Linked DNA regions of Triticum aestivum: region 2 is linked to region 1. A link is a contact called in public Hi-C data. All regions are on one chromosome and are shown on one strand. Each heading gives the region's core, a stretch centred on a gene start, on an enhancer-like site or on the middle of the called end of the contact. The rest is flanking DNA. Distances are from core to core; before and after follow the strand shown. Region 1 holds the start of LOC123147405 (dihydrolipoyllysine-residue acetyltransferase component 1 of pyruvate dehydrogenase complex, mitochondrial). Region 2 has its middle 7.8 kb from the start of LOC100682427.

Region 1 (5,596 bases), core at 1,659-4,158:
CAGGGTATTGGACCATAAGTAGTTTCTTGTTCTGGTGTCCCAGGTACTCTCGGTGTGCCGTCGACGGTCGTTGGGGGTGTCATTGTAGAGGCTAATTCTCGGTGCCGCGCCCGATGTCGTGCTACTTGGTTTTTCTGGCTTGGTGTTTCCCGGGTCATTCGTGCGTGCGTGGAGAGATCTGTTGATTCCATTCCGGCTTTTATTTGGGCATCAAGCCGTTGATCTGGTGTTGGTGTACTTGCATCTATTGGTTGCAGCCATTTGGATGGACAACAAATGTGTTGTTGGTCGACCACCTGGTGATGGTTTTGTTGGTGGAGGGTAAGTTCTTTTTAGATCCAAAACGGAGGAGTATCAAGCTAGCATCAAGCAACAAGTTTGGGCTTGGATTGTTGTTCACGTTTTCGTCAACAAAACTACTTTGTGCACGACGGTTGGTGGTCGATCTATGGACGATGCAATATCAGACGCTATTCTGAATGCTGCTTCCTCACACCAATGGTGTGATTAACATCATCATGCATAAAATTGGCTAGATGTCGTCGTGTGTATAGCAGGTCTCTTTCATCAAGGACATTGCATAGAGTTGTTTTATAATAGTTATGTTTTTCTGAAGTGATGAAATTGTTTGATTCTCGGCTTGCCATGAGCAGTGTCCCGTGCAAGAATATCAAGTGTGCCTAGGTGGGCATCGAGAATCCAGTCGCTGGGCTTCAACCTTTAAGGGGCCCCTAGCTAAAGACCTCGTTGTTTAGCCTACGCAATTTGACTGTATGGTCTTCGTCATTTTCCTTAAGCATCATCATCAACCATTGCATGTTTGGAATAGTTATTGTTAGGATCATCATCAGGATGTCAATGAAAGGGAACATATGAGAAAGTATAGTATCTGATGCTATGGACTATTGTCCTATTGACCTATGTTTAGTGATAAAGCCATTATGTTTGTCTCTTTGTGCAATATTGTCTATCATCATTTTTTTTGCCGTAGCACACATTACTTACAAGTTATACCAGGCCAATTGTATGTAAACTAAGATTGCTTATTAATACATCATGGGGCACGTTGGACATTCATCATGCGGACTAAAGCTTTATACCAAAGCTAATTGAATGTAACTTGCATCTATTGTATGTATTCACTACTTTGTGGAGAAACCACTTACATAACAAACCAATGCAGCTTATGAGTAACATCACATTATTTGGCATTTAACGCCAACAATGAATTGCATACAAGCTGATCTCCTATGCGGCAGACTTCTGAGTTGCCAAGTTTGACACCCGTGGTCGAGCCCGACTCTAACATCCCATGACCGACAGTCCTCCATGTCCGAGGCATGGCTGAGTTTGACTCTGACACCCATGTTTGAGTTTGACTCCCACAAGTCGAGCCTGTCTTCCATATCCTGACTTCGTCTTCCAAAGGCTGGGCTCAACTTCCACAGGCCGAGTCTGATTTCCATCGCCTGAGCCTGACTTTACGGAGGCCAAGTACGACTTCCATAGCCCCGTCTGGCTTCCCTAGCCTGAGCCCACTTTTCATAGGCCGAGTCCGACTTACACACGCCGAGTACATCTTCCAAACGACGAGTCCGACTTCCACCTCCCAAGCTCGACTTCCATATGCCAAGTCCGACTTATCCAGGTCGGGTCGGACTTCCACGACCCAAGTTCAATTTTCATCGCTAGCCCGACTTTCACATCCCGGTTGCGATCTAGAAATGCTGGTCCCCTCTTGCATGCAAGCTATTCATGTGGCTGGCAGTGCAACATCGCCGCTGGACATCTGACAGAAGGACGATGCACGGGCTGCAGGACCAAATCTCGCCATGTTACTTATGTGAGCAAGAAGTAGACACTTTGGATCACATTCTGTTCCAATGCTCCTTCACGAGACAGGCGTGGTTCCGATGTTTTTTGCGGTTGAGGATTAACCTAACCTTGATCCCATCCAATGAGGCCACCGTGGAGGGGTGGTGGTGCTCTACCTGCAAGAGCGCGTCCCGAAAGTGCACCGCAAGGGGTTCGACACCATAGTCATGCTTATCTGTTGGTGTCTTTGGAAACAGCGCAATGCTAGAGTATTCGCGAGCGGCATCATACGCAACGACCGGGACAAGGTAGACTGGATCTTTCAAGAACTGAGCCTTTGGAAGAAGGCGGGAGCGACAAGAGTGCCAAACTTTAGCGAGTAGCTGCGTGAGTGAGTAGGAGTGGAGGTGGTGTTGTGCGCCGAGCTGTGGTCTACAACTAACATGTAATGTATTGTACATATATTTCTGCCTTCTATAAAGCTAAGGTACGCCTTTGGCGTACTCTCGAAAAGAACATGTCGAGTCCAACTTTCACATCCCGAATCCTACTTCCACATACTAGATTTAAAGGAGGCCAAAATTGACCATTTCAATTAGAGGTGCTATCAGGTAATGATTTTCCTTTTAATTATGGTTCTTTTCTATCTACGTATAATTGTATGAAAATGTTAGATTTAACTCAGCCTTGTCTATAAACAAAAATGTGTCAATTTCTTGCCTTACTTCTTGGCTGCGTTTGGACTCTGCGTCATTTGACGCAACGGGTCATCTAGTTTATCAGAGGGTCCCCATGCCACGCTATGAAGCAGCAGCCTGATTAAGAGTTAAAATGATGACACGTTGATAACAGCGAGCAGGCGGATTGGAACGTTGATACATGCTGGATGGTTGTAGATGTCAAATTGTGAGGGGCTCTTGCAGCTACTGGGTTTTATTATTTTTTAATTCCTCTGCAAAACATTCTTCCGAATGCTCGTTCAAAAAAGTCAATCTAATTTCCAGAGAATCTTGTAACTTTAAAAGTTATAAAGTGATCTAAAGAATAATAAAGAATAATCAGAGGTAAAGTGGCTCTTTGCTCGGCCCGGCCCGGCCCTGAATAGCCCTCCCTCGGTCAGTTGTACCGGCCAGACCTCCTTCCTCTCCAAGAGTCAATCTCGACGGGGTACCATCGATTTCCTAAATCCGGCGCCGCCGAAAGTGCCTCTCCGCCCTACCTCGCCGCGTCGTCTCCTCTCCGCCCTACCTGACCGGTGTTCAGGCCGCCGCCGTCATGCTCCTCCGGACGCGCCGCTGCCTTCCTGCCGCTCTTTCCCGCGCAGCCGTCCATCCACGCGTCTCCCCTGCGCTGCCCTCCCCTGGAGCCCCGCGACAACATGGCCCCGTGGCCGTGGCGAACCAGGGGAGCGCACTCGAGCCCCGATCTGGACCGATCGATTGGGTTCGGAGCTCCACGATGGCCCGAGCGAATCCGGCAACGCTGTTCCCAGCATCCACTGGGGGACATTACAGGGTTAGTCAAAAGTTTAATCCATTTTCTCGCGTAATTGTGTACTCATCTGGTATTTCCACTGCAGATTGGTATGCAGGCCCGATGGTTCTCGTCGGCAGGTAGAGTGTTCTAACTTTAACATGGTCTCAGGGGAATGCATGTGTTTTTTTTTCTTCAGAGAAACATATGCAGTTATGCACGTGCGCTTTCGGTGGAGATGTTTTTTTCTAATATTATATGCACTAGAATTAATTTGTGCATCCATTTTTATTGCATATAAACAAGCCATGCAAATGTTTAATACTCCCTCCGTCACAGTTTACAAGTCCTACACCTATACCTAGGTTGCCAATTTTATCACCCTAATATAAACTATATAACACAAAAATTATACCTTTTGAAAATAGAACATCTGAAGTTTATATTGGTATATTTTTTGTAATATATGACTTGTATTAGGTTAGTCAAATTGACGACCTAGGGGTACGCGCACGCCCTGTAAACTGAGAGAGAGGAAGTAGCTTATGGATCCTGTGCAATTCATCTCTGCCTGAATTTGCGTCAACTGAACTCTGAAATGCAAATGCCTGATTGTGAACTTGAACCTCATGGAAATGCCAGTTTTTTTTTTCCGATTTAGACTATTAGTGCTTCCTGATCGTTGTTCAATATAATTGGTAAACAACGACATAAGTTCATGCGCAGCCAAGGGAAGGTAGTAGCCTGAGGACTCTTAATTCTACGTATTATCTCGATGACAATTACTATTGAATCCCGAGCACATCCTTTTGTCACACTATGTACTTGTGCCATCACATCCTCTCTCTTTTATTACATTTGCAACTTAATTTTCAAGTGAAGATGTACTTGAACATTTATAGCGAATAATGTCCATTATATCATTATTTTGCTCTTATAACTTTGGCAGGGCTTCCGCCACACATGGTGATTGGGATGCCAGCGCTGTCCCCTACAATGGTAAGAGCTTAAAAATGGTCATACTAATACCTGATGATTGCGTTTTCCCCATTTATACATATTTGACTCTAACATAATTTTCATTAGAATCAAGGTAACATCACAAAATGGAGAAAACAGGAAGGCGATAAGGTGAGGCTTTTGTTATAGGAATCTTCCATCATATGCCTTGAATACCCTAGTATAGGGTTCTTTACATTTCTCTCTCTTAGCAACTCCAGGTATAGTACCTTCTAAAGTTATATGTTGTTTGCAGATAGAGGTTGGTGATGTGATCTGTGAGATAGAAACTGACAAAGCCACGCTTGAATTTGAAACTCTTGAAGAGGGGTAATGTCCTCTTATTCCACTTCCCATTGCATTTGAAGAGAGATTGTTGACTCTTCTCATGTCATTCTTTTCGAATTACACAAATAATAGTGTATATCAAGTGTTTCCTTAAAGGAATGATTTTCAGCAAAGTTTACATAGTTCACCGTAATATGGTTTTTACACTTTGAACAAGTTACATAGGTTTCATTAGAATTCCCATGCAGTGATAGAACTTGTCAGAATGCTCTTGGGACAGTTTGCCATCCAATTTATTTATTTCTGACTAGCAACCATCAAAATTTATGGCTCCCACATTCTTTCTAGCTGCAAGTAATCTGAATATTTTGCCAGGTCTTGTTACATTTCTGCCCATTCTTTTTTAGAAAAATATGGTTTGCTGGCTGACTTAACCAAACTACATTGACAACCCTTTCTCTCCCTATTGCTTTTGCTAGTTGATATTAAATCCCTAGTTGACACAGGTGTAATTAAGTTCTGTATGAAATGTGCATAGAAAGGTTCAGTAATCCCCGTGAAACTGATTAATCTTTAACCAATTTCATCACTATCGGGATGGACATTATGTGGCAACTATGTGTACGCTATCCGTTGACCTTAGTTGTTATATTGTACTCCCTCCATAAAGAAATATAAGAGCGGTTTAGATCACTTATATTTCTTTACAGAGAGAGTCCAATTTTTGTTTTAAAAAAAATCCTCTGTTATTGTACCATATTGCTCTGTTGTACTGAACTGTTATACAGTGTTGTGTTTTTGCTCTAAACTTCTTTCTCTAGGTACAACTTGTGTTTGCCCGCCTTTTATGTTTATTCTTCTGTCCCATGCATATCTGTGTAATCTGTGCACATCTTCATTTTGGTTCACCACTTCAATTCTGCAGGTATCTGGCCAAGATTTTAGTACCTGAAGGTTCAAAGGATGTTCAGGTTGGACAACCCATTTATGTCACGGTATAGCTCCATGCTTAGTTGATATT
Region 2 (5,596 bases), core at 1,043-3,542, 500 kb after region 1:
TAATGCAATAAGAATGATGACATGATGTAGACAAGATCTACTCATATAGGAGTAGACCCGATCTTGTTATCCTTAATAGCAACGATACATATGTGTCGTTTCCCCTTCTGTCACTGGGATCGAGCACCGTAAGATTGAACGCATCACAAAGCACCTCTTCCCATGGCAAGAAAAATCGATCTAGTCGGCCTAACTAAACAAAAGATTCGAAGAAAAAATACGAGGCTATAAGTAATCATGCATATAAGAGATCAAAAGACTCAAATAACTTTCATGGATAAAAACACAGATTTGATCGTAAACTCAAAGTTCATCGGATCCCAACAAACACACCGGAAAGAGCGTTACATCAAATAGATCTCCAAGAGACCATTGTATTGAGAATCAAAAGAGAGAGAGGAAGGCATCTAGCTACTGACTACGGACCCATAGGTCTATAATGAACTACTCACGCATCATCGGAGAGGCACCAATGAGGATGATGAACCCCTCCGTGATGGTGTCTAGATTGGACATGTGGTTTCTGGAACTTGCGGCGGCTGGAATTGTTTTTCGTCGACTCTCCTAGGGTTTCTGGAATATTGGGGTATTTATAGAGCAAAGAGGCGGTGCGGGAGGCCACCAAGGTGGGCACAACCCACCAGGGCGCGCTTGGGCCCCCAGGCGCGCCAAGGTGGGTTGTGCCCCCTCGGGGCACCCCTCTGGTACTTCTTTTTCCCATCGCGTGTCTTCTGGCCGAGAAGCTAAAGTCGTCGGCACGGAAAAACACCGAGTTGCTCGCCGAGGTGCAAAAAACTCATGAAGCTGCTCAGGCGCGCGTCAGTATTGTGGAAGGGGACCTTTCGTTCTATATCATTGAATGTGACACACTGAAGGTTTCCCAAGGGAAGGATGACGCCGAGATCAGGCGGCTTGATCAAGAGCCCCAAGAGGCAGCTTCTCGAGCTGATGCGGTGAAGGAGGAACTCCGACAGGCTATGGAAATTGCTTCTGCTAAGCCCTATCTTTTGTAGTGTGTCTTTAGCCGTTGAGCCTTCCCGGAGCTATTGCAACTATGGCACATGTCAGGTGCCTTCTCAGACCTTCCTCGCAGCGTGGGAGGCATGTCAGCACTTCAGGGCGCGCACCAACCCGACTAACGACCAACAAAGGTCATTTTGGCTGAAATTCCAAGACCCGACGCATCCCCAAGTCTTCGGCGACAAGCTGAAGAAGTTGGCAGAGCTTCCACGGGCTGCCAAGCCTGCCATGAAGGATCTTTGCAAGGCCTTGTGGTCGAGCAATCCTCTGCCCACGAGCTGCTTCGGGTTGGTGCACGGGCTCCAAGAAGCAAGCGCATAGGTCGACTTGTGGAAGAAGTCAGCGTGCATCGAGGGTGCGCGGCAGTCTTTTGCAGCCGTGCAAGCATACTACCCGAAGATGGACATGGAGCAGATTGCCGGTTAGTGCCCAAAGTGGCAAGACAAGGAGGTGAAGCCCGGGAAGTACTTTGAGAAGGTGTGGCCAGCTGCTCGGATAGCCGAGAAGGATTGAGTCTATTCTAGAAAATCTCGATTAGACTTGCACTATGTTTCATCGGTATGCCAAGATGTAAATATAAAAGACAAATCATTTTGAAATTGCCTGTGACCCACATGTCATGCACCCCAGAAGACGTCGAGACGGTGAGGCATTAGATTACGCGATCGGACGATGGGAAGGCGCCAGACTGACAATGCGCTGCACGGGAGGATCGGATGACGCAAAGGGTGTCCGAGCAATGCCCTAAAAGACGAGCAGCATCTTTTAAAGGAGTAATGCCTAACGATGCCTCAAGTAAGTGGGTGTAAAAATATAGTCCCACGTTTTCCTAACAGTTTGACTTTCCTTTTGGCTAAGTCAATCAGTACATGCAATTCAATAAATAGTACTTCCTCCGTAAACTAATATAAGAATGTTTAGGTCACTACTTTAGTAATCTAAACGCTCTTATATTAATTTACAGAGGGAGTATTGCTAACCAGCCATATGTATGTATAAGCAAGGAATACAAAAGATTTGTTAGTCCAGTGTCGACATACGGCATGTACATTGCTTTCCAGTATAGCAATATGAAGGAGATATTTGACATGTCACCATCTATCTACCCTATCTGCTCATCCATGCTATCCCATCAAGATTGTTCCTTTCCTCTCTTTTTCCAGCGATGGAGAAAGAAGTTGATGACATGACCGGTTAACCTTCCCATATCGGCTAATATAGCCGAGAAAAAAAAACTAAAAAATTAGGTAGCCTTACGCGGACAGCGACACACCAATCCATATCCCTCCTCCCCGAGAGAATCATGCATATGAAACTAATTTGTGTGCACAACACCAACCCAGTGGAATTGTTGTGACATCGACGGCAGCACAACTGCACTTGCAATTAATCATCAGAACCCGGCCAAGCCCAAGCACAACGGTTGTTTCCACTTCTTAAATCTCCATGCATGGATACAGTGCTACTAGTACTATGTATGCCCCGAACTGGGGATTTGCTTGATGAATGTAGTGCCATTTGCATGTCCATGCCCACTTCCAGCTACACCAAGGATCATGTTCACAGATCGATGTACTATGACCCTAGGTAGCTAGAAAAGGCATGTTGCTCTGTTTGAGAGAGCTCGAGACTACGACGATGCGTCTCCACTTGTAGCGATAGATGAGCGGTATCTATCTACCTATCACGACAGCGCATCACATTCATATCATCTCATGCCTCATGTCCGAGTGCAGTCAATAATGGCACCCAATAATCTGGCGCTACGAGTCGTTTTGGATCGACAGAAGACAGGGTCCGGTGGCCCGGGACGTCGACCCGCTGGCGATCTCTGGGCCGCCGACCGCTCATCGGACGGTGGACGGCCCCAACAAGTGGGCGGCGGCACGTGGGCGGGCACGTGAAGCGGCCCCCGCCCGGCGATGTGAACGTCGCTCAGGCGGCGGCCATGGAATCGCCGGCGGTCAGTTTCGGTTGGTCGCCGTCGACACGTACGCCGCTTGTTCTTGGTATATATGTTCGTGGTGGATAAGGCTTGAAAGCATGCATCCACTGTGCATGCATGTCTCAGTTAAAGATGGAAAACGAAGATGAAAAAGAAATGTTCACTGTTGGAGCTTCTGGAGAGTGGTGAGCTAGTGGTCAGTGATTAGTTGATTTAATGCTCTCTTTATTGATTTATTTATTTTTGGGAATCCTTTGGTCCCTCTTTCACTGGCATATTGGCACAGATAAGGCAAACTAGGTGCTTTGCTTGGTAGCTACACGAAAGGTGGTTTACCTTATCTAGCAAGTACTAGCTTTTTTATTTATCCTCGTAGAAATACGTACCAAAGCACTCCCTTCGTCCTAAAATATAAGTGTTGCTGATTTTGTACTAATATTGTACTAAATAAACGACATTTATTTTGAGACGGAGGGAGTAGTAATGTACAATAGGTTTATAAGTCGGGCATGAATTTTTAGGCCATCAATTTGATTAGTAAAACATGTGTTATATGCCACATAAAATATATTCTTAGATCCGTCATCGAATCAAGTTTCTATATATATATTTGTGACATATTACAAATGTTTCGCTAGTCAAATTGAACATGTAAAAACTTGTGTATGACGTACAAACCCAACTGAAGGGAGTAGATGATGCACTCTTTTTGGCTTGCACGTAACCGTGCCACTTTTGAACATAAATGGATTGATACCATGTTCTTTTCTGCTATATTGGACCGATTTGCAGAAACCGTAGATGGTTGATACTGTGAAGAAGGGCGCTGAGATGTTGAAGAACAGCGTGACGCAAATGATTCTATTGTGTGGGCCACCTATACCTAGAGATGATGGTCACATGTGAGGTTGTTTCTGAAGAGGGCCATCTCATCTTTGATTCACACAAGTTTTAGGTTTCCTTATACTGTTTAGTTAGCGTTGATGGATGGTATGTTTGTTGGTCTGTAATATTGGTGCATTTTGGTCACTCTTTGGACTCGTAGAGGTTGTAGTTGGTGAGTGATGGTGGTGTCAGGTTTTTGCCCCATGGTCTATGTCTTAATTACACGCGTAGGTGGTGAGTGTCCTAGCGTATGCCCGAGCTCGCTACTTCCTGTTTCCCTTTCCCTGTATTTCTGGTTTGTGGACTTTGTATTTCTATTATGAGAATTAATGGAAAGGATTATACCAGATCGGAAAGAAGATGACATGCTTTTGTTTTTTTAGCTGCATCTGTTGAAATATATTATCTAAACCGACGGACGAGACGACCAACATATTTTAACATCCTCCTCACATTTAGGCCTTATTTGTCGATGAAGGCCGCAACAATATATTATCTGATGAAGAAATACATGTAGTGCACTTATAGTTCGACACCATGTGGCTAGCAACCTTTCAAACAAATTCATGTTCAGTATGCAATTTACAGCCTCGAACACCAAGTGTGTTGTGATGGTGTGGTGCCTTTATCGACGGGAGTGGTTGTTTTTTCTCCTTCCAACGGGTATTCATTTGGGGTGTGTTTGGTTAGTCGCATCAATTTCGGGTCTCCTGCATGAGTGGCCTGGTGGAGCCTGGGTGGGTCTAAACACGCTTTGGGCCATTTTTGCACTGTGTTTGGTAGCTCGCTTCGCATCGCTGATGATTTTTCTGCATGTTATTTGGTTACTTGCACCTCTGATTCTATGGTGAGAAGATGCAAATTACGGGTGTTTGGTTGTGTGCAGAATAGTGTTCTGCTCACCCCCTTCAAATGTGATGACCTTATTACTCGTACACAACACACTAACAAGCATTACGCCCCCTAAACAACACACTAACAAGTTCGAAACACGCATGATTAGAATGCCACACCATGATTTGAAGAACTAATTAGGGACATATTTGTGCAGCTTACATTAGCACCAACATAGGATGCCCATGCACAACAACAGGGGTGTTGTTGCCTGATCAAAAGATACAGCTTACCATAAAATACTACTACTATTACTAAAATAGTTCGGAAGCAATTCAGGCCACCTAGCCATATGGCATACGACTTAGCAGTGGAAGTGTTGAGGTTATAGATCTTGACCTCGAAGCCCATGTCGTTAGCTTGAAGGCGATGACGCCTTCCTTAGCCATGTTGTGCTTCTAGCAGAAATCGCTCTAGTTTGGGAACAGCACAACCTGGCCGCCGCACCCTGCCACTTGCACCCACTCCACACACCACATGCAGGTGACCACCGACATGCAATGAAGAAGGGGGTGTGGAGAAAGTTTTTTTTTGACAGAAAGACTGTAAGGGAACCCCCTACAGTATAATTGGTGCAACAAACCCAAATTGCAAGTACCATGCCTTGAATCTGGGTGGGTGGGAAGGCATCAGCCCCTTCACACCACTAGGCTATGCCTTAGTCTGCGGTGTGGAGAAAGTCCCTGGGGGGCTTCTGCAAAGACGTCGGATGACAAGCATGGCCATGTCATGAGTGTCCATCTGAACATATAACTGATATGGCACCAGTTCTCTAGCTTATGGGCAAGCTTGGGGCGGTCATGATTGTGCAAAGGGGTCGCCATTGCCTCCATCCTTCCTCAGACCACGGGC

Evidence for each region. A called contact is a pair of places that touch in the nucleus more often than the background predicts.
Region 2: a Hi-C map of leaf shows a contact between it and region 1, with 3 times the contacts expected there. The contact joins the enhancer-like site here to the promoter of LOC123147405 in region 1. A contact is called at or near these places in 2 of 5 Hi-C or Micro-C datasets (both in leaf).

Annotation. Positions count from the first base shown.
Region 1 is chr7A:434,133,628-434,139,223 of IWGSC CS RefSeq v2.1, forward strand. It overlaps LOC123147405 (dihydrolipoyllysine-residue acetyltransferase component 1 of pyruvate dehydrogenase complex, mitochondrial), which reads left to right and starts at 2,909. Exons shown (of 17, transcript XM_044566643.1): 1 at 2,909-3,330; 2 at 3,395-3,428; 3 at 4,238-4,287; 4 at 4,375-4,419; 5 at 4,544-4,617; 6 at 5,501-5,570. The coding sequence starts at 3,091.
Region 2 is chr7A:434,629,904-434,635,499 of IWGSC CS RefSeq v2.1, forward strand. No RefSeq gene overlaps it. Among protein-coding and RNA genes, the nearest start is that of LOC100682427, 7.8 kb to the right of the region's middle. Within about 2 kb of position 2,293, at least 3 of the 8 cell types and tissues checked have an H3K27ac peak or open chromatin away from gene starts, as enhancers often do. A contact at or near this core is called in leaf, where this site is marked.